2 separate regions of the Mus musculus genome follow, and region 1 is linked to region 2. The links are chromatin contacts, called in public promoter capture Hi-C maps. All regions are on one chromosome and are shown on one strand. The core of a region is the stretch at or near the end of the contact, and the rest is flanking DNA. Distances in the headings are between cores, read along the strand shown.

Region 1 (3,796 bases), core at 1,097-3,596, 1.2 Mb after region 2:
GCTAGACGGGCGGCTCCTGGGATTCCCCCTAGCTCTGCGTCCCCAGGCCCTAGGGTTTCAAATGAACCACTACACCAACTTTTATATGGGTGTTGGGAACCCACACTCACAGGGGAGTCCTGTGTGTGCAGTAGGCACCTTACTGAGCCACCTTGTAGCCCTTGATGAAACTTTTTGAGTTTAATTTTCTTTTCAAGGTCAGAACTTTTATTTAAGTCCCATCACTACAGACAACCAACCAGTTTATCCCAGCCCATGTTACCTTTAGTTAATCTGCCCTTTATTAATAATTAATACAGGTCCATTGTAGACAGCTTACATCTTTTATAGTGGGACTTTCTCAGATCCACCAATAGTATAAATAAGGACATGAGACTTCTAATATAGCTTAAAGCTTAGGCCTTTTCCTAGGGCAGTCTCCCGCTAGTTCATCTGACTTAACCTGACACTTGCCGACAACCTGCCACTTGGCTCATGCTGTGCCCTTCTCCCTGTGGTCCCCTTTCTGTACCTACTCTGCAGTCTCCAGTCTCCTCTCTTACCCTTCCTTATTCTCTCTCGAGTTTAGCTTTTGTAAAAAATAAAAAATTTTTGTTACTTTAGTTTTTAGGAACCCATTGCTATTTCTTGCCAAATATTCTTTTTGTTTTCTTTTTAAGATTTATTTATTTTAAGCCAGGCAGTAGTGACACACACCTTTAAACCCAGCACTTGGGAGGCAGAGGCAGGTGGATTGCTGAGTTCGAAGCCAGCCTGGTCTACAGAGTGAGTTCCAGGACAGCCAGGACTGCACAGAGAAACCCTGTCTCGAAAAAAAATATTTATTTTATGTAGATGAGTATAATGTAGCTGTCTTCAGACACCAGAGGAGGGTATCAGATCCCATTGCAGATGGTTGTGAGCCACCATGTGGTTGCTGGGAATTGAACTCAGGACCTCTGGAAGAGCAGTCAGTGCTCTTAACCCCTGAGCCATCTCTCCAGCTCTCAAGTTTAAATTTTTAATGCTAGAGATTCTTTACCCCATCTAAGAGCCTTCTGCCAGCCCAGCATCTTGATGCTACTCTAAAGTTTCCTGGACATCCTGGGGTTTCACTTGTCCATGTACCTTCCCTATGGTTTTTCCCCAAACTCATTATATAAACAAGCACGGCCACGGGTGTCGGAGCCTTGTACATTCACCCCATTTCCACCACGCGCTGAGATTACAAATACACACCACCATGCCCAGTTTATATGGGTGCTGGTACTGGAACCCAGTACCAGGCAGCGAGCTCTGCCTCCTGAGCTGCACTGATTTGGTTCATGTTTCCGGAGGGTAACCGGAAGCTCTGAATGAGGACTCCTCTGGACCGCTCCTCGCCCATCTTCCCTTGGTTGGACTTATGCTATATTTGCTGCAGTAAACTGTAGCTATATACACGTGGTTACTCAGCTTTCAGCGGGTTCTACAATTTTGTCACATTACCAGGCTGGAGGGTGCGTGAGGGGACCCTGAATTTGCTAATGATGTCAGATCTGAGGATGATTTGGGTAACCCAGGACTTTGTACTTTGGGAACAATTGTATCTCTGTCAAGTCTAGGTACTTGGACGGAAGGAAGTTTTTCTAGAAACACTCAGACCTATTATCTCAGAAATTACAACCCAGCAATATTCCTTGATGTACTCCAGGGACGGTCACCAAAATAAATACTAGGAATATAAACCTGAACAAGGCAGTCTAGCCCGTTCCATTACCAGACTTCGTATTTTTCTGTAGAATTTAGCAGATAAGAATCAGACCAAATGGCAAGTTATTAATGACTATGTCACCTCTGACCAGGCATTTTTAACTGGGATCTAAATATTTACAATGGTACCAACTTGGGGTGGGGGGCTGTAAAATTTCACCATTGACCTCTAGTTTGTGGCAATACTCCGGTCTCATCTTCTCAAGTGCTGGGGTTAGAAGTGTGCGCCCCCACCCCCTGCTTGCTTGTTCTTACTGTTTGGTAGACAACGTCTCCTGCACTGTATTAGCTGTTAAGAAAGGACTTACATGCACCTCGCTGGCCCTCAAATTTGCCTAGGATTATAGGTATGCATGTTTGGTTTTTCTCTGCTTTAAATTACAAGCCCAGAGTGTGACTGTGGCCACTGATTTCCCTCCGGGTATCCTAAGGCTCCCGCTGCTTTTTCCCAGAGATCCTTAAGAAAAAACAAATAAATAACTTGCTTGAGGGCTGTGGAATCCCCGCCTCCAGCATCCTTCCAATCTCCGCCCATGAGTAGGAGCGCGGCTCCGCCGCTAGGGGGCGCAAATGGATAACTCGCCAGCCTGGGGGGCGGGATCAGCCGTGGCTTCCGGCTTCCGGCTTCCGGCCGAGAGAGGGTGGGAACCCGCGGCCGTCATGGCAGCCGAAGAGAAGGACCCGTTGAGCTACTTCGCGGCTTACGGGAGCAGCAGCTCCGACTCGTCGGATGAGAACAGCGAGCCGGAAGACGCGGGTCGCAAGGAGGCGGCCTCGGCTCCGACGACGGGCGGCCGCGGGAAGCAGGCGGAGAAGCGGCTGCCCGGCCCGGACGAGCTGTTCCGCAGCGTGACCCGCCCGGCCTTCCTCTACAACCCGCTCAACAAGCAGATCGACTGGGAGCGGCATGTGGTGAAAGCGCCGGAGGAGGTGAGATCCCCGGCCCCGCGGCCGCCCCGGGGCCCGACGCCCGCTTGCCCCTCCGCCCGCTCGCCCACCCCCGGCTCGCACTCAGCCCGCGCCGCGCCGCGCGTCCCCACGGCCCCGGGAGCCCGGGGGGTGTCAGCCCGGGCCCGCCCCTCCGCGCTCGGGGGTCCCAGCCGGGCGACGACTAACGGTGGTGACTCCCCGCCCCCCGCTGCAGCTTCTCCCCGAGACCCCTTCCCTTTGACGCCGAAGTGCCTGCGCTGCTGCCTCCAAGACAGCGTCTCTGCTGCAGCCTCCTGAAGGGGTCAGCCTGGCCGTAGTATCTGGGACTGCATCCTCCTTTGGTAACTAAAAGTTATTAGCTTTATTTATCCAGGGAACCCTTTGACTTTTTCACCTAACAGTGTTGTGATGTTGATGGAAAAAAAAAAGTGTCTTTTAAGCCTAAAGGATTTTAAAAAAGAAAGAAAGAGGAAAGTCAGCCAGAATGATGAGCAGGGAGGTGCATGCGCTCGTATCCATCGCGGGAACCTCGGTTCGTCACAGGGTTTCTTAATGTGCTTACTCGACAGCCTCCAAAGGAGTTCAAGATCTGGAAGTCCAACTGCGTGCCGCCCCCAGAGACCTACACTACTGAGAAGAAGCCGCCGCCGCCAGAGCTGGACATGGCGATCAAATGGTCGAATATCTATGAAGACAATGGAGACGATGCCCCACAGAACGCCAAGAAAGCCAGGCTTCTGCCTGAAGGGGAGGAGACAGTGGAATCAGGTAAGAGAGAGGAGTGTTGTTGTTTAAGATTTCAGCACTCAGAAAGAAGAAAATCCTTCCGGACAAGGTTTACAGCCTAGTGAGTTGGAAGGCTTGCCCAGAAATTGTCTTTGGATGCTAACGGTCTTTCGATCGTTCGGGTTTTTTGTTTTGTTTTGGGGGGAGACAAGGTCTATGTAACCTGAATGTTCTCGGAACTCATTATGTAGACCAGTCTCTTGAGTGAGGCCAGCCCAGCCTGTCTGTGCCTCAGTATCTCAGTGCTAGGACTGAAGGTGTGTGCCAGCAACCCACGTTTCCGCTCCGTTTGTAAGGATTCTGCCTGAAAGTAGTCTCAGAGGTCTCTGGGTATGATGCCTTATTAGAG
Region 2 (3,535 bases), core at 991-3,490:
GAATACATTTGCGACCTAAGGCAGGGATTCTATAAATATTTAATAGTTAAATGATTCAGTTATGTGCTTTATATATCATTTTGCTTTAAAGTATATTACCATATTCAAAATAATTATGTAAGGGGCGTGGGGTCTTCGGACTATTCCAAAATTAACAAACATGAATTAACTTACCTTTAAGAATAAAGTGTTAATGTAGCCATGTCTATCTTCCTCAACAAACAGCAAAAGTATTCAGTAGTAAGAGAGAGGTTAAGCCTCAGTATCTTTTTCAGGTAACATCATTTTGTGCTAGAAATGCTAAAGATGTTACCTCAGAAGTCTGATAATAACAAAAAAGGCAACTGTATGCAAGCTAACAGAATCTTTAACTGTTCTAGAAAATTTCATTCCTGCTGTTGGATTATACATAAAAAACTTAAATATTTAAAATTAAATTTCATTTATTTTCTGTGGTATGTGTGTATGTGCCATGGTGGGCATGTGGTGGGCATGTAGAGGTCATGTGGAGCTCAGAGGATACCTTTTAGGAGTTCTCTCCTTTTCCAAGTGGGTCCTGGGAATTGAACTCAGGTCATTAGGCTTGGTAGCAAGAGCCTTTACACACTGAGCCATGTCACCAGCCCTCACATATAAAAAAAATTTGACCGTCTTTCATCAGGACTTAAACAAATGATGTCTTTTGTTGTTGTTGTTAGTGAGCAGAGTAGAGTTTTAGTACAACAGGTGTCATGCTTGCTTCATTCAGTCCACTTCCCGCTGCCCTCCCTCCTGACCCTGCTGGCTGGCCTGGGAAGTGGACTCTCTTGCTTCGCTTCCCAGCTTGGTGTTGCAGTAACAGATCCATGCTGCGGTGTGTGCCCAGCCAGTGCTCCCCACTGAGCCTATTCCCCCTATCATGACTTTCACATAGAAAGGGAGACACTACCTTCCCAGTTGCTTCTGTAGGTCTAGCATATACTGGTAACACTGTGCATAGTAAGTCATCTGGGCTTCTACAAAGTCATTCAGACAGCGGAGATGATGGGCCTGCAATGGAAAAGTTACGGTCATTCTCAGAAGTTCAAGTGCTACAAGCCAAGGGGAACAAAGGCTAACACTGTCACAAGGGAGAATCAGCGGTGGCAACCTACTGTAAAGCTTATTACTGGGGTACTCCTATCAGACTTACTAAGATGAATTACTGGTGAACAATATGTTGACAAACTTTGTTTAGCCAATAGAAACCAGCAGGAAAATTTATGCAATGTGTAAAATGTGTGGTGAGATGTGAGAGAAAATGAACACATTTCTTCAGATCCTTGTAAACTCTCTTCAGCTTTCCTTGAGAGGTAAATGCCACAGGAAGCTCTCGCCTGCACATGCTCCTCCTTAGCTGCCTGGGGTTGTCTCAGCGTTTTTTTTTTTTTTTTTTTTTTTTTTTTTTTTTTGGGGCAATGATGTAACACTCACGTGTGTACTGCTGATTCCCTCAAGCAGGAGTCGGGTAATCTCTGCCTGACGATCAAATTCACTTTGAGTTATTCTCAATTCCTGTTCAGACTGAAATTATAACATACTGTTAGGCTCTCAATAGAAGACTCAGTCCACTTTACATATACCAAAATGAAAAAAAGAAAAGAAAGAAATTCCCAATATACTCCAAATTAGAGTCTGATGATACACCAACTCTTTTGTGTATGTCTTAACTGTTTTTGAGTTTCTAGACCTACCTGTGTCACCAAACACAACTGACACAACCCATCCTTTATCAGCACTCGACCCATGCCAAAGCATTAGTTGGACACATTATGACTGTCAAGATATCTTTGTACCTTTTCTAGTATTTTGCTGAATTGAGTATTTTACAAAATCATAAGAGTACCACATTTTATAAGTATAAAGCAGTATTATGTTTAAAACTCCAAATTATTACTGTGTGCTTTTCTTTGGCACTTTAACAGTAGTCTTCAAGTTCAAATAGAAGGTTAAAGAGTAAAGCCACAGGCTTCCCACCTCTGTGTTTCGTTACTCAACACTTGTTACTAAGACAGGCTCTTGGCTTCCTTCATGGGATTCTTGGTCCTATACCCTAACTTTCTTTTACGATTTCTCCCTAAGTTATGCATAATAGGGTTCAGTCATTAGCATCATTAAGATTGGAGTTTTTCTGCCAGTTAGAGTTGGTCTTGAGTACACCCTTTTCTTTTCAAAGGAAAAAGGAAGTGCTCTAACCTCCTGATCTACGTGATATAAATACCCTCACTGGGGCTTTTCTCCAGTTCCCAAGATGAAGTTGCTGACTTTGGAAATGAGAAGTAGTACTGACTTCTGTTTAGTGCTGGAACAAAACAGTTCACAGAGAAAGCAACAATATCTAAATATCCTAAATACTGGCATTACAGATCCAAAGTGGTTAGAAGTAGTTCGTAGTAAAGTGAGGAGGAAAAAAATAAATCTTCAGAGATTAATCCCACAACTGGAAATGACTGCAGGTGACAGATTCTACCATAAATAATCAATCATACGCAGACAATCAACACCATTCCCACATGTCATAAGGCAAGGTCAGACCGTCTCCTTCCATAGCCGTCTTTACCTTGGTGATCCTTGTAACAGAAGTGGCCCATGAACCAGTTAACAATCGAGTACAGGATCAGTTGCTCTAGGATCCTATCCAAGACCCTAACCCTAACCTTAACCCTTCTGCTCTCTCTCTCTGCTTCCTATGACAGATGGAAATGTGACCAGCTGGCTTCCTGCTCCTGTTGCCATGTCATGTCTTCCCTGCTATGACAGACTCTCCCTCTAGAACCCCAAGCCAATGTTAACTTTCTACTTCACGTTGCTTTTGGCCATGGTATTTTTATCTTGCTTTTATGGTTCAGCTTATATTCTCTCACACATTGTTTTGCCTTCTTTTCATGTCAGAGGTTCAAAAACAATGAGGAGCCAGGGTGGACCACAGTTATTGTACTGACAAACCACACAGCCAATAGTTCTAGAAACGATGCCTGGAACACACTGTAGAGTCTGTAGTTTTATACGTGATACCAGTAAGGCTTATCAAGCTATCTAAGTGTCTGAGGCCACAGTTCCCACGTGTCCTCTTTGCTAACACCCTCGTTTGGAATGCAGACTTTGGTAGGCCTGCAAGTAAATGGGGGGAGCCCATGACAAATGTCTGAAGACCCCAATAACATTCCAAGTCAATCTACACTACTATCATTTTCTTCTTTAAATTATTGAGTTATAACTTGATTTCCCAGCCAAGAGAAAGTAAAAGACAGTAACAGAGGCAGAAGGACAGCTGACCACAGGCAGAGGGACAGCTGACCACAGGCAGAAGGACAGCTGACCACAGGCAGAGAGACACTTTTACAAGCAACAGTATTACACTAAAGGGAAGGACGAAAATTAAAAGACCCAATTGTCACATAGTATAATGATGGATATCTGTAGTTATGAAGTTAACTATAAATAAAATATTTGCTATGCTGTATATATACAGCCTTAAACTACACATTTTATGGCTATTCCTACAAAAGTGACAGAA

What was found. Promoter capture Hi-C pulls out the DNA fragments that hold promoters and counts their contacts.
Region 1: a promoter capture Hi-C map of liver shows a contact between it and region 2, with 4 times the contacts expected there. The contact joins the promoter of 2410004B18Rik here to the enhancer-like site in region 2. A contact is called at or near these places in 2 of 39 promoter capture datasets (hippocampal neurons and liver) and 6 of 115 datasets of contacts at active chromatin or transcription factors (acute myeloid leukemia, astrocytes, bone marrow-derived dendritic cells and 3 more).

The regions. Positions count from the first base shown.
Region 1 is chr3:145,935,668-145,939,463 of GRCm38.p6, forward strand. It overlaps 2410004B18Rik (RIKEN cDNA 2410004B18 gene), which reads left to right and starts at 2,347. Exons shown (of 3, transcript NM_025555.5): 1 at 2,347-2,661; 2 at 3,231-3,429. The coding sequence starts at 2,392.
Region 2 is chr3:144,695,926-144,699,460 of GRCm38.p6, forward strand. It overlaps Sh3glb1 (SH3-domain GRB2-like B1 (endophilin)), which reads right to left. Exons shown (of 9, transcript NM_019464.3): 6 at 1,453-1,542; 7 at 929-1,029. Among named protein-coding and RNA genes, the nearest start is that of Sh3glb1, 23 kb to the right of the region's middle. Within about 2 kb of position 2,241, at least 60 of the 459 cell types and tissues checked have an H3K27ac peak or open chromatin away from gene starts, as enhancers often do. A contact at or near this core is called in bone marrow-derived dendritic cells and liver, where this site is marked.